3 separate regions of the Mus musculus genome follow, and all the other regions are linked to region 1. Evidence: chromatin contacts called from public HiChIP or PLAC-seq and promoter capture Hi-C data. All regions are on one chromosome and are shown on one strand. Each heading gives the region's core, a stretch centred on a gene start, on an enhancer-like site or on the middle of the called end of the contact. The rest is flanking DNA. Distances are from core to core; before and after follow the strand shown. Region 1 holds the start of Plec (plectin). Region 2 holds the start of Hgh1 (HGH1 homolog). Region 3 holds the start of Zfp707 (zinc finger protein 707).

The links. HiChIP or PLAC-seq counts read pairs in DNA pulled down with a chosen protein or histone mark. Capture Hi-C pulls out chosen DNA fragments and counts their contacts.
Region 2: a contact with region 1 is called in an H3K4me3 HiChIP or PLAC-seq map of embryonic stem cells, with 21 read pairs. The contact joins the promoter of Hgh1 here to the promoter of Plec in region 1. A contact is called at or near these places in 7 of 39 promoter capture datasets (the HPC-7 cell line, cranial neural crest, embryonic stem cells and 3 more), 1 of 15 datasets of contacts at CTCF or cohesin (the NIH/3T3 cell line), 2 of 484 Hi-C or Micro-C datasets (the G1E-ER4 cell line and forebrain), 12 of 115 datasets of contacts at active chromatin or transcription factors (the SCID.adh cell line, astrocytes, bone marrow-derived macrophages and 8 more) and 4 of 9 other capture datasets (adipose tissue, liver, macrophages and 1 more).
Region 3: a contact with region 1 is called in a promoter capture Hi-C map of pancreatic islet. The contact joins the promoter of Zfp707 here to the promoter of Plec in region 1. A contact is called at or near these places in 4 of 39 promoter capture datasets (cranial neural crest, hippocampal neurons, liver and 1 more), 2 of 115 datasets of contacts at active chromatin or transcription factors (bone marrow-derived macrophages and pancreatic cancer cells) and 2 of 9 other capture datasets (liver and pancreatic islet).

What each region holds. Positions count from the first base shown.
Region 1 is chr15:76,204,981-76,207,680 of GRCm38.p6, reverse strand. It overlaps Plec (plectin), which reads left to right and starts at 1,360. Exons shown (of 33, transcript NM_001163540.1): 1 at 1,360-2,083. The coding sequence starts at 1,543.
Region 2 is chr15:76,367,531-76,370,230 of GRCm38.p6, reverse strand. It overlaps Hgh1 (HGH1 homolog), which reads right to left and starts at 1,333. Exons shown (of 6, transcript NM_021555.2): 1 at 662-1,333; 2 at 479-579; 3 at 277-375; 4 at 1-69. The coding sequence starts at 1,275.
Region 3 is chr15:75,967,758-75,970,457 of GRCm38.p6, reverse strand. It overlaps Zfp707 (zinc finger protein 707), which reads right to left and starts at 1,335. Exons shown (of 4, transcript NM_001347040.2): 1 at 1,054-1,335. The coding sequence starts at 1,161. It also overlaps the pseudogene Eif2s3x-ps1.

The DNA of each region.
Region 1 (2,700 bases), core at 111-2,610:
GCTGGCCTCAGGGAAGGCTTTGGGGACTGTTGGCTGAGCCTTCAGAGTTTCCACCCGCCACCGGTCTGTGTCTGTATGTTTGGAGTCTGCTGGGGCACCATGGCGACAGCCCATAAACCCGCCCCACGCACTGCTTTGTTGGCTGCCCGCCTGCCTCTGGCCAGCGCCTCCCACCGCAGGATCCCCCGCCTCCGCCCTATTTATAATCAGTTCCTGGGGTTGCAGTGCTTGGTGGGAATGGGTGTGTCCATTCAGGGAGAGCCTTAATGGCATGGGGGGTTTGGTGCGGCACCACAGGGAGAGTTGGAGTATTGGGTGGTGGCACCCAGCACAGGCTACATGCGTGTGGGACCCTCGGTTGTGAGGGCCCAGCAGAGGTGACAGCTGTGCTAGGCAGCCCTTAGGGCATGAGCTCAGTCCTCTTCCTTTCACTTCAGTTCCTGCTGGTGTCCTCGTGTCCTCTCCACAGCACCTGCCCCTCCGGCCACAAGTGGACACTCAGGCTGCCTGGGGGTAGGGAATTTTTGGATGTCAGGGCCACCAAGCCTGGGGTGTTAGGGACTTGGTGACTTTGATTCCCTATGGCAGCTGGGAGTCCCTGGCGTCCAACAGCTGCACTGAAGGTGTGGGAGGAAAGAGGCCTCACCCAGAGCTCTCTTCAGAGGTCTTGGACTGGAAAGTGGCTTTGTTTCTGGACCCACCCTAATCTAGCCTGTCGTGGAAGTGTTACGTTCCATGGTCATCTGGTGAGAGGGGCACAGTACTGTCCCTTTCCTTTTCTGATGGACAGCGGCAGTGGTGCCTGCCGCCAACTGTCTGTGCGTCCTGGCAGCTCCTCCCACTCTTCTCCTTCAGGTCTCTGGCCACCACCACACCCCAGATTCTTCTCCATACCCTAATCTTCCTCCCTTGGATTCTTTTAGTTTTCTACTTTGCGCAACCCCTCCTTTAGATAGCTATGGACAGATGATACCTCACCTCACCCTGAGATCACAGTGAGGGGGTGCTGTCCTTATGAGGACCCTCCTGCTCTCTCTGCTCCCTGTTTTCTGCCCATCTGTTCTCTTCTGAGGGGGGCGGGGTTGATTCTTGATCCATATTACACTCCGTCCTGCCTTCACACAGTCTTGAGAACCTTGAACAAGTGTTTTAGAAACACATGTAATTTCTGACATTGGAGCTATGTGGCCCGGGTGGGGAGGGGCAGTTTATTGGTGCCCCCCACTCTTCAAGGGGCCCCCGCCAGTAGTGGGTGGGAGGGACCGGCCCTGCTGCTGAGTCAGAGGGGGCCGGCCCAGGCGTCCTGGAGGGCGGGCAGGCGGGAGGCTCAGACAGGCAGCCTTGCCGGCGCAGGAATTCACAGAGCAAGGCTCTGGAGCCGCACTGCCCCTGAGCCTGCGCCCTTGTGCTTAGAACCGGAGCCTGCCTGCCTGTTTGCCAGTGGCCCCTGCTGCATCTTGTGCCAAAGGAGCTTCATCAGCCTCCTGGCTGTGCCCCACCTGCTGTCCTCACCCTGTGCTGACCGGCAGGCTTCCAGCAGCCATGGTGGCTGGCATGCTCATGCCGCTGGACCGGCTACGGGCCATCTATGAGGTGCTCTTCCGTGAGGGGGTGATGGTTGCCAAGAAGGACCGGCGACCCCGCAGCCTGCATCCCCATGTGCCCGGCGTCACCAATCTACAGGTCATGCGTGCCATGGCTTCACTGAAAGCTCGGGGCCTGGTGCGGGAGACCTTTGCCTGGTGCCACTTCTACTGGTACCTGACCAACGAGGGCATTGACCACCTACGCCAGTACTTACACCTGCCACCGGAGATTGTACCTGCCTCTCTGCAGCGTGTGCGCCGCCCTGTCGCCATGGTGATACCTGCACGTCGTCGCTCCCCCCATGTGCAGACCATGCAAGGTCCCCTAGGCTGCCCACCAAAGAGGGGGCCTCTGCCAGCTGAGGACCCTGCCCGTGAGGAGCGGCAGGTCTATCGCAGGAAGGAGCGTGAGGAGGGGGCACCTGAAACCCCTGTGGTGTCTGCCACCACCGTGGGGACCCTGGCCAGACCAGGTCCGGAGCCTGCCCCAGCCACAGGTCAGCTGAATTTTGGCTCCAGGCCGTGAGGGATGGGAAGTGACTGTAGGTGTTTTTGGTGTTGGGACTTAGGTCTGGTGGGCTCTGGGGGGCAGTACATTGTGTGTATGGTTCTGTTCATATCAGCAGGTGGCGCCCTTTCTGCTGGAGGGTGATGGGTGTTCTAGCCAGTGGACCCACGTGGCTTGTGCTCCTCTGGGTAAATCCTGGTGAGGGCGGGGCCTGAACGCCCCAAGACTGGCAGGACCAGCTGTTGGCATAGTCGTGTTTGTACCCCTCTCAGGCACTGTCCTTGCCCTTGCCCCCACCTCCTTCCCCCACCCTTTAGGGGCCCCTCTTTTCAGAAGTGGGCGTGTAGAGAAGATCTGCTGGCATGAGACTGACTCAGGCAAACCGCTTGTCCACTGAGGCTTGAGTCTGTCTTCCCCTATGGCCAAGTGGCTAAGATTCTGTATTACATGAGCAGTACTGAGGGCCCCCATGACTGGGTGCTTGGCCTGCTGGGAGTTGGCCATGATCTGGAGGTGGAGCGGCTCTAGATGAGATGGGAAGAAGGGCACAGCTCAGGAGCACTGCCTAGGAGGGCAGAGGTCAGGGCATTGGGATGCTGACCCAGC
Region 2 (2,700 bases), core at 84-2,583, 160 kb before region 1:
TCTTCCGGATGTCAGCGTCCGGCTCCCGTTGCTTGTCTGGTGACAAGTACTGCAGGTCAACAGGCAGCTCTAGGAGTGAGGGTGGGAGACTATTGGTCCCTGTGCTGAACACCCAAGCCCTGCTCTGCCTGGGTGAGCCTTGTGTGTGTCTGTAACGACCCCCTCCTTAAAGGCTGCCGGACTGAGGGACTCCAGACCTGCACACCTCTCCATCTCCCTCTTGTAGTCTTCCCTCTAGCACCAGACAGCCCTGAGGCAACCACCCAAGTCACTCACGGTCCATTTCTTCCTCGGAAAACTCTTCAGGCCCAGCCAAGGGCAGTAGCAAAAAGGGGAGAATGTCGACTTGGGCCCCAAGTAACCACTTGTGATGTCCTGGAGGTGCGGACAAGGAAGGAGATCAGAATAATGGTCCGTTGGGTTCCCTAGGGTCCAATCCCCACCTTGGCAATGGCACCACCCCCTCCTTGTCACTCACGATGCTCAAAACAGCAATTCCGAAGTGTTCCCACCACCCCGCCCCTGCGCACCGAAGAATCTGTGTACTGGGTAAGAGGCAGCAGCCGTTGGACCACGCACCTGTTGAAAGAAGATATTCACTGCTGTCCTTGTTCACTTCCACTTCCCCACCTTCCCGCCCGCGCAGGCGACTGGGTTTCACCTGTCTGGGTCCAGGAGAAAAGCACGCACCTCCGCCTGCTGGCTAAGGTTGGAGAGCAGCGGCCCCAGGTAATGCAGGGGTGCGGCCGCGTTGTAGCTCGGCGTGCACAGCGCGTTGACAAGTCGCTCCAGACCCAACCGCTCCGGCTCAGCGGCCATCAGCTTCTCCATTAACGCAGCACACGGAGCCGGCTCGCGACTCAGGTTGGCCAGCACTGCAGCCGCCTCTTCAGCCCAGGGCCACTGAGGGTCCAACACGCAGCGCAGCAGGCGGGCGGGCAGCTCCGGGTCAGCCGCCAGCAGCTGCCAGTGCACATTGGGATCAGCAGCCAAGTTCACGAGCGCGCGGGAGGCATCGCGGGAAGGAGCTGGGGCCGGGGCCACCGCAAGGTCGACCAAGGCCCGCAACAACTCTGGCTGTCCGGCCAACAGCGTGCGGCCCGAGCCCGCACCAGTCAGCGCCAGCACGTGCTGCGCCGCGGCCGCCTGCAGGTCGGCTCGCGCTCCGAGCACCAGGAAGGGCAGCAGTTCCACCGCCTCCGTGTCCGCGCCAGCCTCCTGCTCTAGCAACCCTCGCTCACCAGAGAACCCCGAACCTACTCCCGGTCCCCGCATGCCGCCAGCAGTCTCAGTCACTTCTCGTGCCGGGGCCACCGCCGGAAAAGCGGAAGTCGTTAAAACCCTTCCGAGGCTGAGAACCTGGCTGAAGGGGGCGGGGCCGGTTTCAGCGCGAGGCATTGTGGGCCACAGTATTAGGCACCCCTTAAGCTGGTGCAGATGCACCCTCCCCCCCTTCCCATCATCATCACCACCACCACCAGATCCTTGCAAGGACTTTTCCGGCTGCCTATTGCGTGTTTGCTTTGCCAGGAGTCAGAACCACGCGACCAGCACGCATAATTTGAAGCGAAGCTCGGCAGCCGGTGATCCTGGTGTCCAGAGTGTTTGCTGCCACCTTTTAAACCTGGTTTCAGACATCCAGGAACCGGAGGGTGCAGGACTCTGCGATGAAAAGGCAGCTTTGGATCAGTCTCTGACTTTGCAGAGGGGCTAAATTTTTTTTTCTAGTGCATTTGTTAGGTCCTCTTCAGTGACAGAAGTCTGAGTCAAGCAGGCTTGGGCAAAGGGAACTAATAAATGAATCTATAGTTTGCAGGTTTGGGGGCACCTGGTGACAGACGCCCCTGCCAGCTCTTTAGAGCACTGTTCGGTTTCTGTCTTCCATACCTCGCTGCGTTTCTTTGCTTCTCAGTGGCTCCATATTACCTTCCACCGGCACATTTGTTAGCACAGATGGGAGGACACTGGCCTTCTTAGCTACGTAATCCCTAGCAGAAGATAATTTCAGTACTAGGATCTGTTCTGGGAAAGTATCCCATTTGGTGCTTCTTGTGCCTGTATTAGCAATTAGCTGCCTGGGGTCCTTGCTCTCTCAAATTAGAAATCTTGAGTTAGGGGTTTTTCCAGGGCTGGTCCTTGTCAGGTTTTTGTAGGAGATAGCCAGGAACCGCCACGGTTCCAGATCCTATGCAACCTTAGATACTGACTGGGATCCTTCCGGCTACAATGGCAAAGTGGTTAGGTCTGTGTAGGGCCAACTGTCCAGATTTCCCAGCTGTTGACAGCAGCTAGTGAGTTTCTAAGAAAAGGCTCCCTTGCCTCTGTTTTGTTTTGTTTTGGAGACAGTGCTGGCTGTCCTGGAACTCACTCTGTAGACCAGGCTGGCCTCAAACTCAGAAATCCACCTGCCTCTGCCTCCCAAGTGGTAGGACCAAAGGCGTGCGCCACCACTGCCCGGCTCCTTATCTTTTTATAAACGTGTCACTGTCTAATCTCACAACTGAGGAGGCTGAGGCAGGAAGGTCAGTGTAAGTTTGAGGCCAGCCTGAGCTATAAAATGAGCTGGTCTCAAAAGATTTTTCTCTTAAACAAAGTTAACTTTGTTAACTTGACACAAAATAGTCACCTAGAAAGGGAAGCTCAGTGACTTTAAATTAAGTTGGCCTATGGGCACATCTGTGGGGGCTTAATTAGTGGAAA
Region 3 (2,700 bases), core at 86-2,585, 240 kb after region 1:
CAACCGGAACTAAATAATCCCTTGAAACATTCTTCCCAAATTACTTGATTGCGTCAAGTTGAGAAATTAACCATTACACCAACTTTGACGAAAAAGCTATGTCAAAGACCGTTTGGGATAGTTAAAAAGCAAGCCAAACAAAACAACATTTAATGAAACCAACAAGAGAGTTTCTGATTCTAAAAGGGAGTTAGAAAGATTAAAGAAAGATTAAAAGGCAAGCAACAGAGAAAGAATTTCCAAATCGTTTTCTGCCAAAGAACTAGTATCTAGAATCACTTCTAAAAATTAACATAGAAAGAGATAACTTTTTTTTTTTTTGGGGGGGGGGGTTGAGACAGGGTTTCTCTGTGTAGCCCTGGCTGTCCTGGAACTCACTCTGTAGACCAGGCTGGCCTCGAACTCAGAAATCCGCCTGCCTCTGCCTCCCAAGTGCTGGGATTAAAGGCGTGCACCACCACTGCCCAGCTAAGAGATAACATTTTAAAAGAGAGAGAGAAAAAAAAAAAACCTAACTAATCTTAACACTCAGGTGACAGAGGCAAAGGGGTCAGCACAAGTTGAGGCCAGTCAGGCTATAAATTATTTTAACAGCTATCACAAAAGTTGCGCCTAGAGGCATTCAACCTTGTGACATTGCGACATAACTAACCAACCACCTACACTGTGCTGATATGCATTCTTATCTATACTCGACTAGCAAGGCTGCAAATTGGGACACACCTGGAAGACCCGAAGCTCGGGAAACACAGGTCTGGGTAGTGACTGCCAACCACAAACTCTGCATGATAAAACCAGAATATATATTTCTCATCTGAACACCAGAACTGGTGCCACAAGCCTGGCTGGACTTCAAGGCCGGAGAGCAGGGAGTGTGGGAAACACTAAAACAGAAAGTTGTAGTCCTGGAAAGCAGGAGCAGACAGACCCAGACTGAGACCCTAGGACCGCCGGAGCGCGGTACCTGCCAGAAGCAGGAAACCCGAGCGCCCGTGCCAAGGGGACCCAGGTGGGCGCGGGGCCAGGGATTGGGGGTAGAGGGTCCGAGCTCACCGGAGGAGCATCGCCGTTAGCTCGCTCGGGAAGAGCGCTGCCCCGTCGGAAGCAGCGCTCTCGTCGAGCTTCGCCGAGAGCAGCAGCTGCAGCAAGACGCCGGCGCATCTGAAGGCCGCGGGGGATGCCGGGGGTAGGGTCGGCTTCAGCGCAAGCGCAGTGGCGCGGAGCAGAGCAACCCAAAGCAGCACCACCGTCGGATTCCCCAGCTCCTGCACCTTTAAACGTCAACTCCCGTGCGCGCCGCACTGACTTCAACTCTCCAGCGGAAATACGCCAATCAGAAGCGTCTTCCGGCTACTTAAAGGGCGGGGCCAGATAAAAGGGCGGAAGTGTGCGCGAGCCCGCCCCCAGGGGCCCAGCCCTTCCGTTGATATGGGTGGTCTGTGGGTTTTTTTTCGTGTGTTCCTGAGCCCACTGGAAGGAGGTGTTTGTTTTGATGGGCTTGGGGGACAAGGTTTCACTGTGTTGCCCTGGCTATTCTGGAACTCTCTTTGTAGACCATGTTGGCTTCAAATCAGAAATGTCCATGCCCCAGAGAACCTATCTCCAGTTCTCAAGCAGCCAGAACCATCAACATTCTTTGTTTGGAATTTGTCCTATGGCTGTCTAAACTGATGTTTGCCAGTTTGCTTCATGTTAGTGGCATGGGTCAGGATTTCCTACTTTGTTCATTGGGGTCACTGGACCCTTAGGCCACTGTGATGCCAAATTTAATTTGAAAGATGCAAACTTATTTGTAATTCTAATTCTAGTTTAGGCAGCCTTCGTCCCACCATAAGATAGCTGAGCAGATGGAAAGGAAGATACGTCCTTTCCCCTCTGAGCAAGATGGCTGGGGGATGTTACCAAGTTGACACCACTTTCACGTGAAGTTATCAGCAGACAAGCTACAATTAATATTGTTACAACTGGTCATGGAGCTCATGGGAAGTCCACCGTGGTGAAGGTTATTTCTGGAGTTCACACTGTCAGATTCAAAAATGAGCTAGAAAGAAACATTACCATCAAGCTTGGACATGCTCATGCTAAGACTTATAAACTTTGATGACTCAAGTTGTCCTAGACCAGATCATGTGGAAGCAGTACACCAGATAAGTTTCCTACATACATTCTGGGGGCCAAAGGGAACTTCAAATTAGTCAGACATGTTTCCTTTGTTGACTGTCCTGGCCATGATATTTTGATGGCTACGATGCTGAACAGTGCAGTAGAGATGGATGCAGCTCTTCTGTTGATAGCTAGTAATGAATCATGCCCTTGGCCCGAACACCTGACTGCTGTAGAAATCACGAAACTCAAGCATATTTTGATCTTACAGAATAAAATTGATCTGGTAAAAGAAAGTCAGGCTAAGGAACAATATGAGCAAAATCTCGCATTTGTGCAAGGAACGATAGCAGAAAGGGGCACCAATTATTCCAATTTCTGCTCAACTGAAGTATAATATTGAAGTTGTCTGTGAGTATATAGTGAAGAAAATACCAGTGGCCCCAAGAGACTTTACTTCAGAGCCCCATCTCATTGTTATCAGTCCATCTGATGTCAACAAACCTGGCTGTGAAGTCGATGACCTTAAGGGAGGTATAGCTGGTGGTAGTATTCTAAAAGGAGTGTTAAAGGTATGCCAGGAGATAGAAGTCAGAC